Linked DNA regions of Mus musculus: regions 1 and 2 are each linked to region 3. The links are chromatin contacts, called in public ChIA-PET and HiChIP or PLAC-seq maps. All regions are on one chromosome and are shown on one strand. Each heading gives the region's core, a stretch centred on a gene start, on an enhancer-like site or on the middle of the called end of the contact. The rest is flanking DNA. Distances are from core to core; before and after follow the strand shown.

What was found. ChIA-PET counts read pairs in DNA pulled down with a chosen protein or histone mark. HiChIP or PLAC-seq counts read pairs in DNA pulled down with a chosen protein or histone mark.
Region 1: an RNA polymerase II ChIA-PET map of effector CD8 T cells shows a contact between it and region 3, with 14 read pairs. The contact joins two enhancer-like sites. A contact is called at or near these places in 1 of 484 Hi-C or Micro-C datasets (bone marrow-derived macrophages), 6 of 115 datasets of contacts at active chromatin or transcription factors (bone marrow-derived macrophages, effector CD8 T cells, embryonic stem cells and 1 more) and 1 of 9 other capture datasets (embryonic stem cells).
Region 2: a contact with region 3 is called in an H3K27ac HiChIP or PLAC-seq map of microglia, with 5 times the contacts expected there. The contact joins two enhancer-like sites. A contact is called at or near these places in 3 of 115 datasets of contacts at active chromatin or transcription factors (effector CD8 T cells, memory CD8 T cells and microglia) and 3 of 9 other capture datasets (adipose tissue, liver and pancreatic islet).

The regions. Positions count from the first base shown.
Region 1 is chr10:66,861,841-66,866,115 of GRCm38.p6, forward strand. No RefSeq gene overlaps it. Among named protein-coding and RNA genes, the nearest start is that of Gm31416, 30 kb to the left of the region's middle. Within about 2 kb of position 2,826, at least 239 of the 459 cell types and tissues checked have an H3K27ac peak or open chromatin away from gene starts, as enhancers often do. A contact at or near this core is called in bone marrow-derived macrophages, effector CD8 T cells and memory CD8 T cells, where this site is marked.
Region 2 is chr10:67,208,446-67,212,890 of GRCm38.p6, forward strand. All of the region lies in intron 3 of Jmjd1c (jumonji domain containing 1C), which reads left to right. Among named protein-coding and RNA genes, the nearest start is that of Nrbf2, 75 kb to the right of the region's middle. Within about 2 kb of position 1,631, at least 45 of the 459 cell types and tissues checked have an H3K27ac peak or open chromatin away from gene starts, as enhancers often do. A contact at or near this core is called in memory CD8 T cells and microglia, where this site is marked.
Region 3 is chr10:67,066,323-67,070,772 of GRCm38.p6, forward strand. All of the region lies in intron 1 of Reep3 (receptor accessory protein 3), which reads right to left. Among named protein-coding and RNA genes, the nearest start is that of Reep3, 28 kb to the right of the region's middle. Within about 2 kb of position 2,834, at least 73 of the 459 cell types and tissues checked have an H3K27ac peak or open chromatin away from gene starts, as enhancers often do. A contact at or near this core is called in bone marrow-derived macrophages, effector CD8 T cells, memory CD8 T cells and 1 more, where this site is marked.

The sequences.
Region 1 (4,275 bases), core at 1,576-4,075, 200 kb before region 3:
TGTATGTGGGTGTATGTGTGCATGCATGCTCACATGGATGTAAGACCACAGCCACATGAACTCATTTATAGTTACACACAAGCATGAACTTGTGAGCACATTTTACACATTTTTAATTGTTATATTTTACTTATGCATGTGTGTGTGCATTGTATGAAAGTGCTCACACATGTGCATGTATGTGTGCATGCATGCATGTGTGTGTGTGTGTGTGTGTGTGTGTGTGTGTGTGTGTGTGTGTGTGCCACTAATGTGCAGATGCCCTTGGAAACCAGAAGAGAATTGCATGACCCACCAGAATTGGAATAACAGGCAGCTGTGAGTCACTAGACCTGGATCCTGAAAACTGAGGCTGGATCCTCTTGCAGGGGACCTTCTGACTGCTGAGATCTATTTTGTACATTTTTTAAAAAACTTCAGTCATCACCTTTATGAGCACCAAACTAAACAGAGAAGTCCACTGGTGCAATTAACAAGGAGTTAGCGGGGCAGACGAAATACCCTGAAGAGACATTCTTCCACAGCTTGGGATGAAAGGGGTTGGAATGGTTGTTTCTTCTTCATTTCCGAGAACCATCCTTGGAGGCACAGACTTCCTTTCTGGGTAAATTTTGGCCACTAAAAGTCCACAGAGGGAAAAGACTACTTTATAATGATAAGTTCAAAATGCAGAGCACGAAGCTGGACTAAGAATGAGGTTCCTACTACGTAAACAATCTGTGTAAAAAATTGCAAGGAAATGCGCCAAGGCGTGAGAGCACTCACTTCTGAAGAAGTATTCCTTCAGCCATGGAAATCTTGATTACAGGGAAAAATAACTAAAAAGCCACACTGGCCCGACAGAAAACGCCATGGTTACCGCCAAGAACTATTCTTTGCCTCCGGGTGGAAAATTGGAAATTGAATTCGGTTTTTTTGTTTTGTTTTGTTTTGTTTTTTTTACTGTAAGACTTTGGCTCAACAAACTTCAACAGTGGAATCTGAAACCCTATTTGAAATATAAGGATTCAGAAGAAGTGGCTTTGAGCTCCTGCAAACGGTACTTCCGTTCTTTTGGTGAGAAAGTCTTTGAGATTTCATGGCATAAAGAGTTATAATTGATGGAGGGTTGAGGGTAGAAAACCCTCTGTGGTGGTAGCATTAATAAACTTAAAAGCATTTTATAAACTTGAAAATGTTCTTGCAATTGTAGTGGTAAGGGATAGAGGTGTAAATTGCAAGCATTTTTATTTTGTTTTACAAATTGAGGTCACCAAGGCACACAAAAACTTCCGTAACTATGTCATTTCTCTTGGGGAAAAAAATGAAACTACCTATATATTCACCATCGACAGTAAGCAAATATGCCATGAATTCAAATGAAGGCTGGAAAGATGGCTCAGTGGCTAAGGGCATTTGTTGCTTTTGCAGGGGACCCAGGTTCAATGGCCAGCACCTACCTAAGTGATCCAAAACCAGCTGTAACTCCAGTTTCAAAGAATCTGTCTCACTCTTCTGGCCTCCACAAGTACAGCATGCATGTGGAGAAAATATTCATACCATATACGTAAAATAAATAAACTTCTTAAAGGTAAAACGTGGTAAAAATGAATCAAAGCTGCAGAGATCAGAAAGAATAATCCTCAAACAGGGAATTTTGGTTTGGTTCTATTTGGTTTGGCTTGGGTTCCCCCCCACCCCCAATAGGATTTTAATTAGCCCAGTCTGACCTGGAACTCTTGATCCTCCTGCCTCAGTCTCTCCATGGGCTGGCATCACAGACAGAATCCTGAATCACAAAATGCAGCTATGTAATAATATAGAGAGCATATTGTCACGTTTGGAAACATCCAAACAATATGCTGAATATGGCTTTTAATATAAATCGGGAAGCTATCCATGGGAATCCATGTGTCAATATTGGACTGTGTTTACCTACAAGAAGGAAAAAAGTAGAGAGAACATAGAGAGGAAGTCGTGTCTCTTAGTTAAGCTGGGGTGTGACTATACTGTATCATTCTCTCTGGGCCTTCTCTATGTGTGAAATACTTAAAAATATGATTATTTTGTCTCCTTACTTTGTATCAGAGTATCACTCTTTGTCCTATTTATCTCTCACAAAAGCATAGTCCCCCTCCCCCTAAGAAAAGCCTTGCTATGCCAGTTTCACAGATGAAGGCCCCAGCTCAGTCTTTTAATCACATACCAAGTTCACTCGCCCAGCATTTGATAGAGGAAAGCCTAGGGTTCATTTCCAGCTGTATCAATTTTGCTTTTCTTTTTTCGTCAAATACTTGCCAAGAAACATCTCAACAGAGGGGGAGTTTATTCGGCTTAGCAGGCAAGGCATGGGGTTGGAGCTTGAGGCGGCTGGATACATTGTATACACACGGGAAGAAGAGATGCATGAACGCTAGTGTTGAGCTCACTCACTTTTTGAGTCGGTCTAGGACGCCAGGGAATGGCGCCACCTACAGTTTAGGTAGTGCTACTACCTCAATTAGTCTGATCTGGAAATTCCCTCGTAGAAAGGTCAGGAAAGTGTGTCACCTACGTGATTCTAGATCCTGTCAATCACCATTAACCACCACACCGCAGTGTAGCACCACTGTCAAGGGAAAAGGCATCGGATTGCAACTGCAACTTTTGTACAGGGTGCGTGAAACTCTAACTTCCCTCCCTGAGCGCCCTGGAAAGAGCTGACACTGTTTCTCCCAGTTTATTTGCATGTTTGCCTTCTCAACAAAGAAAACCTCGTGCCTCAGCCACTTCCTGCCTGACTCATTGTTCCTATCAAGCCCAGGCAGCACCCACTCTTCCAAGGAACAGGGTCATGGCTGTGTGTCTCTTCAGGAAGTGGCTGCTCTACAGATGGCCACAGGCTTCCTGCTTCAGTCAAGGCTTTTGAATCACACTACTCCCTGTCTGTGGTTTTGAATGTTTTTGTTTGTTTGCTGGGGAGGAATGAATAACTGACCTTGAATGGGGTTGTAGGGGGGAAGGTAGACTGTGTGACACAGAGCCACGCTGGATTCATGGTCTCAGCCTGAATCGGGTTGTACTTTGAAGGACAGCAGATTTCAGGAGGCTGAAACTACGGAGACAAACGGTTTATAAATTCTTATTTTCCCCCATCACTTTGGCCAGCACTGGGCTGCCCTTCTTAAGCCAGAGAGAACAGAGTTAGATTATATTGCTACAACAGTAAAATCTGTGATAGAAGGATGTCTACAGAACTGGGAGGCCTGGCCTCACATTTAAGTCTTCTAACCTCTTCCTTTTTAACACTGCTTGAAATGCCATGACTGGATTCAGTGTGCTCGGAAGCTCCGTAAAATCACGTCTCTGCGCGAACATGTAGGAAGGATGCCTATCACATCACAACCCACTGGGCTGGTGAGAGCGCTCTTGGCTCCACCCCCTACAGTTCAGTGAGAGTGGAGATGGTCCTCTGAAAAAAGAAAAAGCTAACCCAGGCATCTCTCACATTGACAGCTGGAGGAAATCTTCGTGGTGTGCCAGGGACCAGGCTGGACCCGCCTTCTGCGACACAAGACCCACTGACATAAATCAGCCTTCACATTCACGTGGCTTTTGGAGATCAAAGTTCAAAGTAAGGGGAAAGGGGTTTGTTGTGGCTATTCTGTCAGTACATGGAATGGCTCCTGGAACATCCCTCAGTGGGGAGGGGAGGCTTCTGCAGTGCACCCCTAGAGTCCTATCCTTCACAATTGCAGGCTAATCTAGGAGGTTCAACAGTCCTTCGGTCTCATACTCATCAGGTGCCATGCTTCACTGGACAAGAAAGTAATCTGTCGTGAACACTACTATCGCTGTCTTTTCTTGGGGACCTATGAGGTGGTAGAATTCAGATTTTTTTTTTAACTTGCAAATCTGTGTGTGCATGTGTATGTGTGCATGCATGTGTTCGTGGAGGGGGGTATGTGTGTGACTGTGAGTGCATGTGAAAGCCAGAAGACCTTGGGTATCATTCACAATTTCTTGGGGTTTTTCTTTTCCCTTTGAGACAAGACTTCTCATTGGCCTAGAACTTACAAATAGTCTGGGATGGCCCCACAGCAAACCTCAGATAGCCACAAATGCATTGCACTGTGTTATAGAAGGACATTTTTCAAACAAGTATGCACGAGGAACAGCATAGGCCATATCCCCTCCCCCTCCCATTAGTCTCTTCTAAGAAACGTAACTGTAAAGACAGATGTCTCAGCAGTTAAAAGCAGGCACTGCTCTTGCAGAAGACTGGAGTCTATGTCCCAGCACCACATAAGGCAGCTC
Region 2 (4,445 bases), core at 381-2,880, 140 kb after region 3:
AAACTCTCTAATTCAGTCTCTCATACAGTGGGATATAAGAAGTCGAAGGAGAATGTTTTAAAAGTGTCAGATTGTAGCTTTGATAGCACAAGAGGTTGTGAAAAGAAAGTAAAAAAAGGTACTAATTGAATTATGATTGCATCCTAACATAGTAATCAATAGTAACGACTCCTATGAGTATCTGTAAAAGCTTAAATTACGTTTAGAAACATACTCATGTGTAACTCTATTTATAGAAGAATTACAGTTTGAGTAAAATTTAAAACTAAGTGTTGTTAGAGAACAAGTTTCCCTCTGCGCTAGAGACTGCATACATGTCCTTTTAATTGCTAGCATGCGCACCTCTACCACTAAGTACATTCTGAGCCCAAATACCCTGCCTTCCTAGAAAATGGTAGCAAACATTTTAATGCCTTCACAACTCAATACTTCTTAAACAAACAACAAAAAGACAGCGTCTCGTTGTTGCCCCTGTTTGGCCTAGAATTTAATGTAGACCATGCTGGCTAGCCTCAAAGCTCAGAGAGATAATTGCCCTTTTTATGTTCCTAGTGCTGGGATTAAAGGTATACACCACCATACCTCGCTCCCCGTTTTGTTTTTAAAACCAGGAATTCTTACGTATACTAAACATCACTTTAACAGTAGAAATTAAATGTTGAATATCATTGTCAAGTACAGCATGCATACTGCCATCCTTAATAATATTGAGCTGTTCAAGTATTTTGTTACCATAAAACTAATTTTAGGTTCCCTATCCCCTGTTTGTTACTTTGTTCTCTGTCTCGTCCCCACCCCCGCCCCCAAGTGTGTGTTTAGACCAGTGTGGCTTATTTATCCTGCACCTCCTAAGTACTGGGGTTAGAGGTGTGTGCAGACCTTCATTATTGCTATTTTCGTAACAATACATATCTCATGTATTTGCAGATGTATGTATGTATGTATGTATATTATCAAAATTCTCCCAGAGGTCCTGAGCTCAAATATGACTAACCCCAGGAATCATTCTAATTTGAACTAGATTTTTTTAAGGATGACTTTTTATATTATGTGCATAAGTATTTTGCCTACATGTATACATGTGTATGTACCACATGCACACCTAATATTCATGCAGGCCAGAAGGCTCCAGATTCTGTGAACCTGGAGTTATGGGCAATTAGGAGTCACCATATAGGTGCTAGGAATTGAACTCAGGACCTCTGGAAGAACAGCCAGTGCTCATAACTGCTAAGCTATCTCTTCAGCGTCCACCCTCCCCTTCATTTTTAGAGGAATGGATGGTATAGTACTTCTCAGGTGTGTGTCCTTACCATAGAAGCATGAATAAAAGAGAAAGATAGTTCAGAAATCTGTAGTAGAGAATTAGTTTAGAAGTTACATAAATACATTTTAATTGAATGTTCATTTCATATAAAAACTAGAGTAGAACTTTGAGGTTTGTTCTGTAAGAATCAGAAAGTCATAGACGAAACTTTATGTATATACTATCCGACTTAGCTAGACTTCCTATTGCTACAACAAAATACCAGGACCAAAGAAACTTGGAGGAAAGGGCTTATGTGGCTTACACTTCCACAGCACTGTTTATCATCAGAGGAAGTCAGGACAGGAACTCCAGCAGGGCTGACACCTGGAGGCAGAAGCTGATGCAGAGACCACAGAGAGATGCTGCTTACTCTCATACTTCCCCATGGCTTGCTCAGCCTGCTTTCTTTTAGCAACAAGGACCACCAGTCTTGGGATGGCACCACCCACAATGTCCCTTACATAGAAAATGCCCTACAAGATTAGCTGCAGCCTGATTTTTATGGGGCCATTTTTCAGCTGAGGTTCCCTCCTTTCAGCTCACTCTAGTGTCTTGTCAACTTGACATAACCTAGCCATATCCCTCTCTGTTAGTTTATACCCAGCAAGCTTTAGGAGACTGCTTTCATTTTACTTAGGTTGGACTCCCCTGTTGTGGATTGTTTGTCTTTTAAGCCAAGGTGTTCTTGAATATTTTCAGTTATGACCTTAGAAAGCATTCAGGAGTCCCTGGCCTAGTTGAGGAAGCCACGGTTGGTAAACTGTGTTTAGCAGATGTTGTAAGCAGCTGACTCAGCTCCCTGCACGCCATGTCAAAAAATGGCTTGAAAGTAACTTTCCTTCATTGCTTTCTAGATTTTTAAAAACGTTCACAAGTATTTGGGACATCAAAAAGAATTGTGTGAATTTAGAAGGAAACATTTTTTAATAGCTTTTTTCTTTTTTTTAAAGGCAAGATTTCTCTTTGTGTTTTCCTGGCTGTCCTAGAACTCACTATGGAGACAAAAGTGAAATTGTACACTGTTCTGAAATTGTATCCCTGTTCTGGCTCCCCGAGTGCTAGGATTAAAAGTGTGTACTACCCACCACTCCTGGCTTGGCTTTGTTGTTTATTTGGTTGTTTTAAATAGTATGGTTTAACAGAGGATGGAGAAGGCCTTATTACTAATGATACTGCAAATTGTCAAAATGCAGGAGTATTATAGTTCTTTACATTTTCTTGTCAAAGGATTTCACTTTAAAAATTATCTAAAACAACAAAAAAACCTGTGGATTATTTTCACTTCTTGCCTCTATGTCTCCCTTATTTTCAAAACAGGATCTTGTTATATAGCCCTGGCTAGTCTAAAACTCTATGTAAGGTAGGCTAGCCTCCAGTTTACAGCAGTCTGCATACCTCTGCCTCTTACCTTTTGAAAAAAGGCCCGCACCACACTGCATTGTACTGCTACTATCTTTGAAGGAAGACATCATTGAACAGGGAAATAAAGCTATTGAGTTGTTTTTCTAAAGTTGTTGAGGGTAATGGTATATTATGTTTGATAAATTAAAATTTTATTTATAAATTTGTAACCCATTTTATGAGACCATGTTACTAATAAGCTATTGGAAACATAGCAGAGTTTTGACACATTTGATTCTATGTGCTCGTGGATCATTGAAGGAAGGATCATTATAGAAAGGCCTTGGCGTGACTGTTGCTCATTTCCTTTCCAGCTGGGCACTTTGGGGAGAAGGACTTGGTTTATGATTTTCTGTTTCGGGGAACAAATCATCATCATAGTTGTTGCTGGAATCTCTAGACTCGCTGGCCGGAGCGGGGCTCAATCTTAGTAGCTGTGTGAGACCCTGAGATTATCCTTGGTCGTGGCTAGGGACGCACAGTCCTGTGCCCCTCCTGCCATGTGGATTCAGGTTGTCAGGCTGGATAGCAAACTTTTACCTGCCAGTCTGTCTCTGACACTTTTGAGTTTTAGAACATTTTTAAAAGTTATTTTTACCTGTGTCAAGTGGTGCATAAAGTGTCAAAATGGCAATCTATAAAGACTGAAAATCGATTTGTGCTATTAGTTACTTAATTTTACATTGTATTGAGATAAAAGGCAGTAAAGGGTTTGCCACTGTGCTTGATAAAATGAGTTTGATTCCCTTTACCCATCCCCATGATAGATAGGTCACTCCCTCAGGCTGCCCTCTGACATCCACTTTGGCACACACATACATAAAATGTTTAAAAAAATGTAATTTGGTTGCCTATTAAATACATGTGTGCTTTATATTTGTGTGTGTATGTTTGTATATATGCATGCACATAAAATTTATTATATATAAAGATATGACTGTTGGAAAAATCTCCTCACTCTGTGTGCCTTAGCTTTGTCATGTGTAAAATGGAGATAGTGTTCGGTACTACAGTGGTATATTGAGGGTTAATTGCCATAATACAGGCAAGCAGCTGCTGTCTAAAAGTCCTGTGATTAAGTAAACACTGCTAACAAGACTTACTCAGTAACTAGTTCTTTCAAGTGGAACATTAACTTTTTTAGTTGGAAAAATAATAAAGGGGCTGGTGAGATGGCTCAGTGGGTAAGAGCACCCGACTGCTCTTCCGAAGGTCCGGAGTTCAGGTCCCAGCAACCACATGGTGGCTCACAACCATCCGTGGCAGGATCTGACTCCCTCTTCTGGAGTGTCTGGGGACAGCGACAGTGTACTTATATATAATAGATAAATAAAATCTTTAAAAAAGAAAAAAAAATAATAAAGAAAAGCATACTTTGTTATCTTTTCAGGCAAAATATACTGGGTTGTTGCTGGGTTGTTGTTGTTGTTTGCTTGCTTAGTTTTTTGAGTTAGGGCCTGGCTTTGGCTAATCTGGAGCTCACTGTAGAGAGATCCCCCTGCCTCTGTCTCTCAGGTGCTGGATAACTATGTGCATGACCAGGTCTGGCAAGACAAATGTTTTTAAAAGCCATTACTAAAGGAACTTTCTTTTGAAGAAATATTTTCTATTAAAAAATTCTGGCCTATGATAGATAGAAAATTATATTAAAGCATTTGCATCTTATTATCTTTTTGTTTAGTTAGCGTTTTCATTTCATTATGATATGAAATCTGTCGTTTCCATTTTCCATTGA
Region 3 (4,450 bases), core at 1,584-4,083:
ATGAGATTGAAAGGGGCAGAAAGGCAGCTTAACTTGTCACCATGTCTGATGTTCTGAATATAATTTCCAGAATCTAACCTGGTAGAAGGAGAGAAATGGCTTCAACGAGTTGTGTTCTGATCTCACACTCTCACTGTCACACACACACACACACACACACACACACACACACACACACACAAATATACCAACAAAAAAAAAATCTCATGGCCAATAATACACTGGGCTCATGCCATCCAGCTGACATTTTGGCCGTCCCAACATGTTCCTTGGCATGCCAGCAGGGGACTTTCTAATGGACACGTCACACCACTGTGCTCAGGGATGTCCCTTGCAGACCAGCCTCTGTGGGAACTCCTCAAAATATAATTGAAGACCACTTCCTCATACAAACCATCTGCTCCATCCCAGACTCTCACTATGCCTCCAGCATTTCCACTCTGGTCCTGAGCATAGATAGCTTCCTGCCTGTAATTCATAGAGCCCTAGCTCTTTCTTCCCAAACTCTTCCTTTTCTTTCTGCTTTATTCTTTCTTAATTAAGCCACACACTTCCTCCGAAGCGTCTACCTTTTTATATAGAACATCTGAATTCTGGGCATTCTGAATTTTATGGAAAATCTTGGCCAGACTTTAGTCATCCTGTATTTAGTTCAATAATTAGACAGTGTAATGTATTATTTAGCATACACTTGGCTTCCAAAGCAGATACTTTTCACAAATATAGTAAAAATTTGGTATTGATACTCTGTCTACAGGTGTTCTGCCCCTATTTAATTTTGTTTGTTTGTGACAGGGTCTCATTATGTGGACCAGGCTGGCCTTGAACTCAGATACCCGTTTGCCTCTGCCTCTGGAGTGCCTGGGATTAAAGGTGCCCAACTTGCTCTTATTCCTTAACCTCTACATTAGACAGAATAATCAAACAAACAAGTAGATTATCCTGAACACCTCTTCTTTGAAGTAACAAAAACCAATATTGCTTCTCGTTTGCAACTTGGGCAAAGAGTCGATGTCTTTATAAATAGTGGGGTGGGTTTTAAGGACTGAGCCTCTGTTAACCTCACGAGTTATTGTCCAATGTGAATACGGCAGAGTGACTTATTAGGTACATTAGTGATGTTTTCTAGGGGTTGTTTTGAAGGGAAGTGTTAGTTCCTTAATGAGTGGGGTCTACTGTTAACGTCTGTAACCTGGGAGGTCGGGCATGGAGCCAAGGCACGGGGAGTTATAAAATGAAACTACATTTTAGGAGACCACCTACAAGAGCAACTTAAGCTTTACAAAGGGAATATTTACTCCATATAAAATTCACAGAAATTTGATTTTTTTAAAAAAAGTTATATAGGCAAAAAGAAATAGTTACTCATTTCCTCTCTGTCTTATTGCCACCAAAGGAATGAAAACTTGGCCAAAATGTTCAAGATAGCCCACACCTCCAGTAAGGCAAAGTGGCCCCTTCAATTGTGTGAACTAAAAAATGGACATGGTTAAATACCACACACACACACACACACACACACACACAGACACAGACACTGTTTAGAAGGGAACACCATTATATTTAATTTACCAATACAATAATATATAAAAATAAACATTGAATTGAAAGGATATTACTTTTAGTTATCCATAATGGTGCACACTTATAATCCTAGCACTTGAGAGGCTGAGGCAGGAGGATTACTGAAAGTTTAAGGCCAGCCTGGGCTATCAGTCTCAAAAAACACAATAACCAAACCAGCCAAACAAGCATTAAATTAAATTTTAGATTGATTTTATGCATGAGTGTTTTGCTTTCGAGTATGTTTGTGTTCTATGTGTGTTGTCTGGTACCCTTAGAGGTCAGAAGAGGACATTAGATTCCCTGGGGTGCAGTTAGGGTTGGTTGTAAGCTGCTGTGTGGGTGCTGAGAATTGAACCTGAGTCCTCTGCAAGAGCAACAGGAGCTCTTAACTGTTTTTTGTTGTTGTCGTTGTTTTGTTTTGTTTTTTTCGAGACAGGGTTTCCCTGTATAGCCCTGGCTGTCCTGGAACTCACTTTGTAGACCACGGAACTCAGAAATCCGCCTGCCTCTGCCTCCTGAGTGCTGGGACTAAAGGCGTGCGCCACCACGCCCGGTGCTCTTAACTGTTAAGCCAACTTTCTAGGCCCACGAAGTAGTCGTTTTAAAAATAGAATAAACAGGGACTGGAGAGATGTTTCGGTGGTTAGGAGCATTGCCTGCTCTTGTAAGAGGACCCAGGTTTAGTTCTCCGCCCCCACATGGTTCCAGGCACACATATGGCATTTAGGTAGGTAAAATACTTATACACATAAATCTAAAATAATTTAAAAAGTAGAGTAAACATATGGATTAAAGTAGTCATGCCTAGAAAAGAAGACCAATAAATACAATAGTTAACTTCAGCATTACACCTCCCTAAAACCTTTGCATCACAAGTTATGCTTCTAATACTGTAAGAGATTTCAAATCACTAACTGTTAAAACAAATGTTGTGGAGTTCATTTGATGAGTCTCCATATGTCAAAGCATAACGTTGCTTGGCAAATTCTTATTTCACTCCTTTCAGAATCAAACACATGGTATTTTAATATATTAAAGGACAAAACAAGACAAACAAACAAACAAACAAAAACCCCAACCAGACTAGAGAGTAACTAAAACCATAGAAGTAATACCAAATAAACACAATGAACTACAGAATCAAAAGTCAGAAGGGTGGAAGACAGCAGCAGCAGCAGCAGCAGCAGCAGCAGCAGCAGCAGCAGGTTTGTCTGGATGAGTTTCCGCAATTAGCGTCCCACCCTCAGAACAACAGGAAATGCAACATTGTTACCAAAGCGGACTCTGCGTATCCCACAAGGGCTGTTTTGCCGGCACTCAGATAGACTGGAGCAGGGTTGACAAACCGGATGGACTAACTCATAGTGGTCGTCCCTTCGGCCCCATTCCTGTGGTAAGCACAGACCACTAGTTATTCACCACATTCGAATTCTGTGGTGTCAACTTGGCTCATCAGCCTCATACCAACAACAGTCTGAAGTTCTATAGAGCCGCCTGTGACCAACCAGTACTGCCTTGTTCTAAACCTTTATTCCTCCATGAAGGCTCATCCTAGCATTAGATTAAGTTTGACCATGGGTTATTTTTTTTTAAGCTCCCTTGAGAGGAAAAAGTTGTATTATATTTTACATTTTCCTTCAAGTATAGAAACTGCTTCAGGAAGCCCACAAACACAAGAGGGGCAGTGTCGAGGGCAGGCAGTGTGTACGATGCTTGTACCCTTGCTTGTGAAATTTCATGGGTGAGGTTTCCTTTAGAATTCAGTAATACAGTGCAGTGCTCAGCACTTTAAAAAGTTCTTATTCCTACTTGATAAGGCTACATGATGCCTTTCTTTTTCACGGATTGCCAGGAAACCAAGAATCCAATCTGTTGCTCAGCTACATCAATTATGCTGGTTCATTGTATTGCGTATTTATATTTTTATTTGCAAAATTTTCTTTGGTTTGCGACTTCTCGGTCCTCCTGTTTTTTTTCCTCATTATAACCACTTGGTAAACCGATGTCTTCAAGCAACCAAAATAGCACACCAGAGAATACAATTGTAACGTGACAGTGGGTGTGGTTAAGCAATCAGGTGCTTCTAATAGGAGACAGAACACCTGAAAGGCACTTCCTCTCATGCATGGAGCCGTTCCTTTGAGTCCCAGGACTCCTTAAAAAGATGGGTGTGCTGGTGAGTTTGTAATCTTAGCTCTGGGGAGGTGGGGGCAGGTGGGTTCCTAGGATTTAATGGACACTTTCCCAGGCTACTTAGCAAATTCCAAGCCAGTGAGGAGAGGCTGGCTTTTTGTTGTTGTTTTGTTGAGACAGGATTTCCTCTGTGTAGCCCTGGCTGTTCTAGAACTCACTCCATAACACTTGTGTGCTCCCTGTCTGCCCCAAAATTCAACATACATTTAAGAATTCTATTCGCGCCGGGCGTGGTGGTGCACGCCTTTAATCCCAGCACTCGGGAGGCAGAGGCAGGCGGATTTCTGAGTTTGAGGCCAGCCTGGTCTACAAAGTGAGTTCCAGGACAGCCAGGGCTATACAGAGAAACCCTATCTTGAAAAATCAAAAAAAAAAAAAAAAAAAAAAAAAAAAAAAAAAGAATTCTATTCATTATCACTATACTATACAACAGTAGCATTCTGATTTTTTGCAGACTATTTTTCTCTCCCAGAGAAAATCTTTTTGTAGAGCCTCCTCCATCTGGACTCACCTCCAGCAGCTTCTGAAGACGCACTGATCTGGGAAAGAGAGACCCTTAGAAGCAGAGGTAGAGCATCTACATTCTGCATTGCCAACAGCGATGCGCGACAATGTAGCGCTCACTCTGGGCTACTGTCCTCTCAGCTGATGATGTGCGACAATGTAGCGCTCACTCTGGGCTACTGTCCTC